2 separate regions of the Lactuca sativa genome follow, and region 1 is linked to region 2. Evidence: chromatin contacts called from public Hi-C data. All regions are on one chromosome and are shown on one strand. The core of a region is the stretch at or near the end of the contact, and the rest is flanking DNA. Distances in the headings are between cores, read along the strand shown. Region 1 holds the start of LOC111903065. Region 2 holds the start of LOC111903043 (endoribonuclease Dicer homolog 2-like).

Region 1 (5,231 bases), core at 1,955-4,454, 300 kb before region 2:
AAAACCTTCATTTATTAAGAATACCTAAAAGTTTTTACTTGAAACTATCTTATAAATTTTTAAAGACCTACTCTATGATACTTACCAAAAAATATATGTATCAAAAAAATTTAAGCCCATATTTTAAATTTCAGTCTATTTACAATTAGCCCAATTGATTTAAAATTTAACTTAATAGACAATAGCCCAGTTCATTAAATTAAACAATGAAAAAAAGGAAAAGAAAAAAAAAATGAAACGTCGACTGGACATGCAATCTCCACTTCGACAAAATGGCAATCGAGTAATTGACCTCCCAATCGGCAATTGCCCCTCTGCCGTCCGTTGCCGCCCACTGTTTGTCGGGCACCGTCCCACAGCCACCGCCCTCTGCCTCCAGCTTCCACTCCATTACCCACAGGTTTGTGACGTTTGTTTATTTCCAATTTTATACAACTAGTTGAGATTTGGAATTTTGGTTGATAATAAAATACGTAATTTTAGTTATTGATAGATATTCTTATTATTAAGCTTCAAAACTGATGGCCCAATTGATCCAACATAAGCGAAGATAATTACAGCACAATGTATTACATAATACTAATCTTATAAATTTTGTTATGCATTATATAATTAAACATAAGTATATGAAATCGTTGTATTGCTATTGTTGATTGTTGTGGATATCAAAGTTAATGTTATATTTGTTAGTTATAGGTAGTGGCTATATTAAAATCAATGTCGTTAGTGGCAATTTTGTGGTTAGTTTAATAGTTATTGAAAAGTGTGTTTTAAAAAGTATCAATAACAATACAATGAATGAATGTATTTTAAGATATAAGACCTCTTCGGTTATAATTGTAAGCATTTCAACATAACAATTGAAGTTCTGTTTAAATATGTTTAGTCTTATGAGCCAAACCGTCACTAGTATTTCTTTATTTTTTTCGGTTTCATATAAATAAGGAACCACTTCGTTACAGGTTCTAGATTCACTAGGTACGATCGGACATTTAATGCAACATATCTTTAGTAGGATATATATTTGACAAAGAGCGTTTATAAACAACGATATGTTAAGTATCTTGGAAAACATAAAAAAAAACAGTCTCATTAGATAAATAAATAAATTCATTATAGCTTGTTTGTTTACATAGATTTACATTACATAGTCGTTAGTAAACATGTGAACATAATATGGATAATAAAGTTATAAGGTGTTATAATTTAATTATCATTATTTAGGTTAAAGAACATAAAAACACCACTGTCATGAAAATAACATTTATAGAGTGCATCTCACGACACTACGAGGATGCGTAAGAGGAATGTAGAGAATTTGAAATTGTCAACAAACAATAAGAGAATATTTAGTCCACCTTTTTATTACTAGTTACTAGTTTATAACCATGAAAACTACAGTTATAAAATTAATTTAGTTTTGATAGCAAAAATTCATAATTATTAGTCAATTATTTTAAATAAATTATTAATTAAGAGATATACAAAAATTTTAAAGTTAGTTATGACTTCAAATATAACATATAATTAAAAAAGTAAATGTTTCTATAAAAAGTTTAATTTTTTATTTAAAACTTTAACATCATTAATTGTGATAGTGATTTGCCTAATATATCTCCTTGACACATGATATAATATTAATATGAAGTTGTATTAGAGTGACACATGACAAAATAAGATTAAAACTATTCTTTTATTAGTATAGGATTAGTAACGACTATATTTTCTTTGTTTGTAATAAAAAAAAGATATGTTATACTTTTAAATGATTTGTTAATAATAATATACATTAATTTATGGGTAATCTTAAAAAAAGTCTAAATTTTTTTGGTTATTAAAGTAATCTTCACAAAAATCCTAATATTTTAACCAAATTAACGGAAAAAACAGAATATCGTCTAAATCTACGAAACCGACCAAAAATAGTTTTACCAAAAAGGGTGGTCGGTGGTGTGTATGGTGGATGATACGACTGAAATGGATTGATAAGGAGGGTCGTTGGTGGTGTATATGATAGGTGATGGATGATAAAATAAATATAGGTGATGGATGATAAAAGAAAATACAGAAGCCCTGATTTCCTCATAAGAGTTATATTTCAAAACCTACTTTGTAAATAAGGCTGCACGGTGTGGCTGCGGTTTGGGACCGCGGTTCGTGCCACCTGGACCGCGCACAACGCCCCCAGACCGCGATCTTGTGCGGTTTTGGCTGCAGTGCAGTCCTTTAAAGCCGCGTTTTGTGATTGGTGGAGGGAAGTTCGGAAGGTATGATCGGTTGTTCAGTAATTATTATTTTTTTTAGTTTTTTTATTATTTTTTTTTTGCTTTTGCTTTTTCTTTCCTATATATACATATCAACTTAATTTTTTTTCACAACGCAATATTTTCTCTCTCTCAATTTTTTTTTTTTTTAAAATCACCACTCTCTCAAAAATGTCATCCTCTTCATCTTCTGAAGAATTTCAGAATATTTTTGATACCGTTATTGCGTGTGTTCAAATGGCGGAACAAACATATAACGTTGTATGTAACAACGCAGCTGCAAGTTCTCAATTGAGAACACGAATATATATATATATATATATATATATATATATATATATATATATATATATATATATATATATATATATATATATATATATATATATATATTTGTAGAAATCGTGAAGAAGCCAACCAACGTTTGGTGCAAGACTATTTTGCAGAGAATGGCACTTATCAAGGGTATTATTTTCGTAGGCGCTTCAAAATGCTCAAAAGTTTATTCGAACGTATAGTTGAAGATGTAACGATGGAGTGTAGTTTTTTCCAACAACGCTACAATGCTAGAGATACACCCGTTCACTCCCTTACAAAAATGCACGACCGCACTTCGTCAATTAGCATATGGCATTCTGCCTGATGCGTTAGACGAAAGTTTTAGGATGTCTACTAGGATCGTACAAGATAATCTCCATTTTTTTCTGCAAAACTGTGATTCAGTTTTATAGTCCAAAATATTTACGTAAGCCTACACGTAATGACATCCTGCAATTGCAAGCTCATCATGCTAGTGTGCATGGGTTTCCTGGAATGCTAGGAAGCTTAGATTGTCTCCATTGGGCATGAGAAAATTGCCCTACAGCATATCATGGGCAATTTACCTGAGGTGATCATGGTGACCCAACGATCATACTTGAAGTAGTTGCATCACAAGATATGTGGATTTGGCATGCTTTTTTTGGTTCTCCTGGTTCGATTAACGACATCAACGTTCTTAATCGTTCACCAATATTTAACAACATATACGATGGATCCGCACCAGATTCTTCTTTTCAAGTGCGTGGAACGCCATATAAGTATGGTTATTATCTGGTTGATGGAATCTATCTTGAGTATGCTGTGTTTGTTAAATCGTTTACAGCTTCACATGGTTCTAGACGAAAGAAATTCAAGAGAGCTCAAGAAAGAGCTAGGAAGGATGTTGAGCGTGCTTTTGGAGTTCTGAATAAACGGTGGTTCATATTGAAAAAACCAGCAGCTTATTTAGGCGAGGAAAAACTTCAAGAAATCATGTATACATGTCTTATATTGCATAACATGATTATTGAAGACGAATGAAGAGCAATATGTGCGTTTGACGAGGAAGAAACCATACCAGAGACACAACCAATAGAAATTGGTGGCGAAGAGTATATAAACAGGAGAACAAAGATACGTTGCACTGAAACATTTCACAATCTTCGCAATAACTTGGTGGAATACACTTACGGGGTTCAAAACATTAACCTTAATTTGGATCCACCGGATGACCTCGAAGATGAGTTCTCAGAGAACGATTTTATTTAGTTTGCTTTAGTTATTTTATTTATGTTTTTTAAGTTTCTAGGATTATTTAAATTTCATGTGTGTGGTTTTCGTGTTTTTTTTATTTTTTTATTTTTTTGTGGTAATGCAATGTAATTTTTTTTTAATTTTCAAATAATGAAAAATTATGTTTTTTTTATTAAAATAGAAGTTTTATTAAATTAAAATCGTTAAAAAAAAGAATTTTTATTAAATTAAAATAGTTTTAAAAAAAAGAATGTGTGGCACCACTCCCTTGGTGTGGCAAGAAACCACACTTGAGTGGTAAAAAATAGCATGACGCTTATGTGGCGGGGGAGAGAGAGTGCGGTTTCGATGACACCAGTGTTTTAAAAACCGGTTTTTTAGTTGAACTGGTATGATAACTGGTTCTCGGTTCAACCGGTTTAACTGGTTCGACCGCCGGGAGAACCGGTTTCTATATTTTTCATGTTTTTTTCTATTTTCCTACACATACATACATATAGAAATTATGAAGTTGATGTTTACAAGTTCAAACATTAAAAATACACATAAAAATAAGTTGTAGATAATCCAAGTAAATTAAAATAACACATAACCATAAGTTTTAGTGTTTTACATCATCTCATATACGTCAAAAAGGAAATAAAGTATAATACCGAAATGAAATATAGTTTTTGATGAATTCAAACACATCAAAAGAATTTATAACATCTACCATATGTTTTTATTTAGAGAAAACTAAATAGATTTGAAAAAAAATCACCAAAGTTTATTATGTAAATTGTTCTTTTTCATGTGTTTTTATTCGGTTTAACCGGTTTATTTTGACCGATTCAACCGGTTTTTTCTAAAAACCGGCTGGTTCAATCCGATTCAGAAATCAATATAAAACCGGTGATAGTTGAACCGCTCCCTCTTCCGGTTCCCGATCCAACCGGTTCAACCGGCCGGTTCAAACCGGTTTTTAAAACATTAGATGGCACCACACCCTCCAGCCTAAAGATATCAATGTAATTTAATAATACGCGAGACATTGATGGTTTACTTTGTTATACAATGATAACTTAACATAGGATAACTACCAATGTCGATGTCAATTGTCATAACTATTTATATACATATTTAAATTACAACACAGTTTGGAATAGTGATGTCTCTCTCCTTCAATTTTGACCACAGATGTTTACTTTATTTTATTAGTAGTTTTGGTGCTTAAGTGTTGTGGTTCCCTTACATAAATGGTCTATGAATTTTGTTGACCTTGGCACTTTTGGTCCTTATATGAGTTTTGCTATCATGCATCCTTATTTATTTAGTTTGCTATCATTTATTTTTGTCATAAATTATTTAAATGATCTCTGCATTCTTATATATATATATATATATATATATATATATATATATATATATATATAT
Region 2 (5,509 bases), core at 1,871-4,370:
CAATTTATATATCAACTCAAAGAAATTTTTAGAGATTGAAGAACATAGTAACATTTTTTATCAAAAAAATAATAATAACATTTTTTTTCTTTAACTTCGACCTCCGGAGCAGCTCCATCTTTCCACAGCTGAAAACCCTACAATCGTTGAACAATAGAAGCACAATCTGGTAGCAATTGAGAATCAGAAGATAGTGATAGGACCACCGCTGGTGATATAATTATTCAACATAAATTATACCACAATTTGTAGCTGAAAGGATCAACAAACCTCATAAGTTGCAGGCCTTTTGAAGAGCTGGTATTTGGGTGTTTACAAATTTGGAGTATATGGATTAAACAAAAAAGAAACAAACACATAATCTTTGGGAAACGAAAACCAAAATAGATATGAGGAAGATAGAGCAAAAGAACTTAAGACGGAAGATAAGCGAAACCAAATGAAACGAACAGAGGGTGAAATTGGGGGAATTAAACCCTAATCGAAATACTTCCTGTCATGACGGTAGCGAGAATTTGAGCGAACGTCTGTAAGAAAAGATAGCGGGTGTGCACCTGTCATTCAATAACAGTTCCGTCCGGTTGAACCACCCCTACCATCGGCCTCGCTACCTCCCCTCCCTATCAATTTGAGTCTGTGATGTCCCGATTTTTTCCAATAATGAATCCAATTTCGGAGGAAATAGAGTAAAGGGAAGTCGGTGGACCAAACATCGGGCTAATCGGTGGTGGTGAGGTGGAGTAATTTAATTGGGGAATAAAACGTGTGGAGGACACCATTTTGAATAAGAAGAAGACAACGCATCAACTGCTTTAATGACCCTGTTGACAACCAAAAAGGGGTTAGGGACCAAACTGCAAATATTAAAACTTATGTGGCCAAAATCTGAAAACCCATAGTATACTGTAGGTAAGCCTCCCCAAATTAAGTATATATATATATATATATATATATATATATATATATATATATATATAATTAAATAGACCACAATTGTAAAAACAGATATAAATGAATGACGATTTCTGCCAAAAAAACCACATACTTCACTGGTAGGATAATTTTAATATATATATATATATATATATATATATATATATATATATATATATATATATATATATATATATATATATATATATATAATCTAATTCCAACACTTATTGCAGTTTTTTTTACTATGTTACACCGATTATATTTGAGTTTATAAATTTCATATATCCTTAATCTTTCTAATTCTATATATTGCACAACAACAAAACCGTAAATAATCAATGTCATATGAGTTTGTTTTTAGGGTCATTCTAAACATATTTTGGACCCCGAGAGAAAAAAAGACATTTAAAATACATAAATTTTATCAACTATTTTATAATAGCTCAAATAATTGAAAGAAGTTCCTTATATTAGTTTCTAAAAATAACATTTTCGACTACAAAAATCCATATATTTATTGAAAAATATTTTTTCTAACTTTTTGAGATGCATAATTATTAATGATATCTTCAAGATCAATCTTGTATAATATATTTATAATAAAGTCCATAAAGTTTTTGGTAACTTTTAATAGATGGGTCGCCGTAGACGATTGCCTATATCATCCACCATCTGGGGTGGTTTGTTTGTTTTCTTTATATTTTATTGGAAATTCCACCAATCACATTAATGAACTTCCATAAGTGAGATTTTTTCTGTGCATGTGAACTTTCAACATTCGAAACTACCACAAATTTTCAATACATACATCTCCACTCAAATACCTGACACATGACGAAACTTCCATAGGTGATATTTTTTCTTAATTACTAACAACTCAAACTTCTAAATTTTGTCTTAAATAAAACAATGATCAAGTAAGAGAAAATGAACCTGCTACCAAAAATGGTCATTTAAAGTGTGGAAAATAACTATTTCGTAAAAAGGTACTCCAAAGTGGTAAGTTTCCACACCAAAAGATGGCCACTATGAAAAATGGATCCATTTGTTCACTGAGAAATGGTCATCGTGAAATAACGTTTAGATATGGAAAATGACAATTTCCCGCACTAAAAAAATGCTACTGAGAAAATATAAAAACAATTAAAAATACAAAATTAAAATCATCACCTATAGGATATGAATTTTCAATCCGGAATTTAATTCAAAACCATTTTTGTTTTAAATTATTAATAGAATAAATAAATTATTTGTTTTTATACCGATGAATTATCATAGGACCACATAATTCCACAGACATACTGGTAAATGGTCAATGATGATGTTTCGACCATTTCGCAGACTAACTAGCAATGCAAAATTTATGGCTATGTGAGAAAAAAATTAAATATGTTTGATTAAATTTATCATCTTTTTCATTTCATTTAAACATGTAGATATTAACTATAATCATGTTTGCAGAAATCGGGATTAATCGGCGATTAATCGCTTGACATTCTCCAATCGTCGAGGATTAAGACATTAATCGGAAATTTAGGATTGATCGGCTTTAATGGGATTAATAGGTCAACAAAAGTCAAAAAAGGTAAAAAAGTCTAAAAAAAGGTCAAAAAATTTTTAAAAAATTTAAAAAACCAACTTTCTTTTTTTACTCCAAAATTTTTAAATTTTCAAAATTTCAAATATTATACCAAAATGTTCATATTTTGGTATTTTCAAATTTCCAAATTTCAATTTTTTTTATTTTCTAATTTGAAGTACTTGTTTTTCTTAAGATATATTAATATTTAATTAATGTTAAAATTTTATTAATAATCTATGGTCCCCGATTAATCCCCGCCAAGACCGATTAATCCCCTAATATCAGTCGACCGTCGAGCTATCGTCAAACGATTTTTACAACATTGACTATAATAAAATTTTGAAAATAAAAGTACGATATGATCGAATACGGTAGGAATGTCCTCTAGGAAAAGGGTCAAAATAAAATATTTTTGATTAAATTTATCATCTTTTTCATTTAAATCTAGATTTCAATTTCAACTATAATAAATTTTTGAAAATAAAAGTTACGATATGATCAAATACCGTAGGAATGTCCTCCAGGAAGAGGGTCAGCGCTTTACGCTGACGCAAGCAAAAAAGTCCAAAACTTTCATTCAAAAATACAAACTTCACTGTATCATCAACAACACCAGACCTCACACTCCATACTCTAAATTCGAATAACTTCCACAGAAAGAATCGCTGTGACAAATGCGCTTAAGAACAACAGTAACCACTTCAAGACACGAGTTTTAAAGACGCATCATTTTCTTTTAAATGCCATTCCAAGTTTGCGAAACCCACTCATCTTCCCCCTCTCTTTCTCTCTCTCACAACCGTCTAAAACCCTGATTCTATTCTACTTCAATTCGTGCGTTCTTTACGTTATCTCCCACGCCTTTCATCATTCCCCCCTGTTTTTTGTTGAAGATTCACAGTGAGAAAGAGGATGGCCGCCAATGACGATGGAAGCGGTGGTGAAACATCTGCCGATCAATTCCCGTTTGCTAGAAGGTAAACCGTTTAGTATTTGATCATCCCTTTGATTTATGCGTCATTCAAGTTTGGGGCTAACCATATACTTACATCAATCTGCAACAAGATACAAACTTGAAAAAGTAAAGTTGTTTTGCAGGAATCGATGAGTTAATATTTTGTAGGACCTACAATGATCATCGATAATTTTATTTTTTTGGGTTTATTGACATAGATGTGGTTGCAAAACACAAAACTTAGGTTAATCAAAACGGAGAATGCAGGTTAGAGAGAACATCGGAGGGAAATTGTATTAATGAAAGTTCTTGTCGATCTTTTACGAATTTAACTTTTATACGATGCTTTACTCAAAGTTTTGATAAGTTCTAAGCGTTCTTGATGCGAAATTTTGTGTATTTTGATCAGTTATCAAATAGAAGCACTGGAGCAAGCGATAAAGCAGAACACAATAGTGTTCTTGGAAACTGGATCAGGCAAAACATTGATTGCCATCATGCTTCTACGCCACTATGCCTATCTGTTGAGAAAACCATCACGTTTTTTTGCAGTTTTTTTGGTTCCCACTGTTGTCTTAGTACAACAGGTATGTGTATATATCTCTTGATATGTCTATTAATTTCTTCACTGAAGCACAATCATGAGAATTTGTATATCCTTCTTTGATGTTTAGCAAGCTGAGAATGTGAGAAAACATGTCGATCTGAAAGTGGAAGAATACTGGGGCCAAAAAGGCGTTGATTTTTGGAAGGCTGCTGACTGGAAGAAACAACAAGATGAAAACCAGGTATAAAAAAGTAATCCTTTTTTTTTTAATCTATGTATATAATCATACGTTGTTTCACCCTTCATTAATCATGCTGCAGATAATGGTAATGACACCTCAAATTTTGCTTAATGCCTTGAGCCATAGCTTTTTAAGCTTGGATGACATTAAGCTCTTGATATTTGATGAATGTCATCATGCCAAGAAAAAACATGCAATGGCTCTCATTATGAAGGTGTGTTATATGTTTTACACCCTTTTGTTTTCTTTGTTTTTTTTATTGTTAATATTATCATTACTAATACTCTATTAAATGTTCTTGAAAATTTGAAAAAATCTATCTTTGTAGGAGTTTTATCACAGGCGTTTATGTGATGGTGGTTCTGAGCTTCCTAGGGTACTAGGGATGACAGCTTCACCTGTGGAAGCTAAAGGTATTAATTTTTTTTTTTTTTTTTTTTTTTTTACTTTATTAATTTTCCAATTAGACTTTATTAGTGATCCTGATTAGCTTGTTTGTTGTATTCTAGTGTCAAACTCTGGCAAGGATTACTGGGAGCAGATTAACAACCTTGAGACTGTGATGAATTCAAAGGTTTCTAAACAGAATTTCACATTTTCTTTAATCATTTAAACTTGTTATTTGATTATAATAGCTTACATAGATTTCTTTCTTAATGAAGATATATACATGTGCAAGTGAATCTGTTTTATCTGGCTACATTCCCTTTTCAACTGTTAAGCTTAAGTTCTATGAGGACAGAGAACTTCCTTATCATGTTCTCGAGGCTTTAAAAAGCAATCTGTCAATCTTAAGAAAAAAGGTAATCTTGACTTGTTTTGACTTTTGAATATTTATCAAAATTGTATTATTAAGAAATACCAATATTACTTCACAGCATGAAGATAAAGTCAGTACTACAACTCTTTCAACATCTTCAATGCAAAATGCCATGAACAGATTGTCCAAGTTGCATTCAACTTTTGTACATTGCTTAACCGAATTGGGCATTTTCTTGGCTTTAAAGGTGTGTTTTTAAACTCTTAATCCTTTCCTCCAAACATAGAAACAGAAAATGACCTTTTAACCCCTTGTAACAGGCAGCCGAAGCATATTCATGCGAAAAAACCGATCTCTTTTCATGGGGGCAGCTAGATGTACGTGGTGAGAGCATTGCCAGAGATTTTTGTAAAGATGCTACCAAAGTTTTTTGCTCTTACATACCTAAGGGTAATGAAGACATCTATTTAATCTTTCTTTATACTAAT

Evidence for each region. A called contact is a pair of places that touch in the nucleus more often than the background predicts.
Region 1: a contact with region 2 is called in a Hi-C map of seed, with 4 times the contacts expected there. The contact joins the promoter of LOC111903065 here to the promoter of LOC111903043 in region 2. A contact is called at or near these places in 2 of 4 Hi-C or Micro-C datasets (leaf and seed).

The regions. Positions count from the first base shown.
Region 1 is chr9:60,676,479-60,681,709 of Lsat_Salinas_v11, reverse strand. LOC111903065 reads left to right here and starts at 3,204. Exons shown (of 2, transcript XM_023898859.1): 1 at 3,204-3,559; 2 at 3,608-3,833. The coding sequence starts at 3,204. The coding sequence ends at 3,833.
Region 2 is chr9:60,373,633-60,379,141 of Lsat_Salinas_v11, reverse strand. It overlaps LOC111903043 (endoribonuclease Dicer homolog 2-like), which reads left to right and starts at 3,120. Exons shown (of 22, transcript XM_023898839.3): 1 at 3,120-3,495; 2 at 3,883-4,060; 3 at 4,148-4,261; 4 at 4,341-4,475; 5 at 4,590-4,674; 6 at 4,771-4,835; 7 at 4,924-5,064; 8 at 5,140-5,268; 9 at 5,342-5,471. The coding sequence starts at 3,431. It overlaps LOC128128376 (a long non-coding RNA gene), which reads right to left and starts at 89. Exons shown (of 3, transcript XR_008226218.1): 1 at 1-89.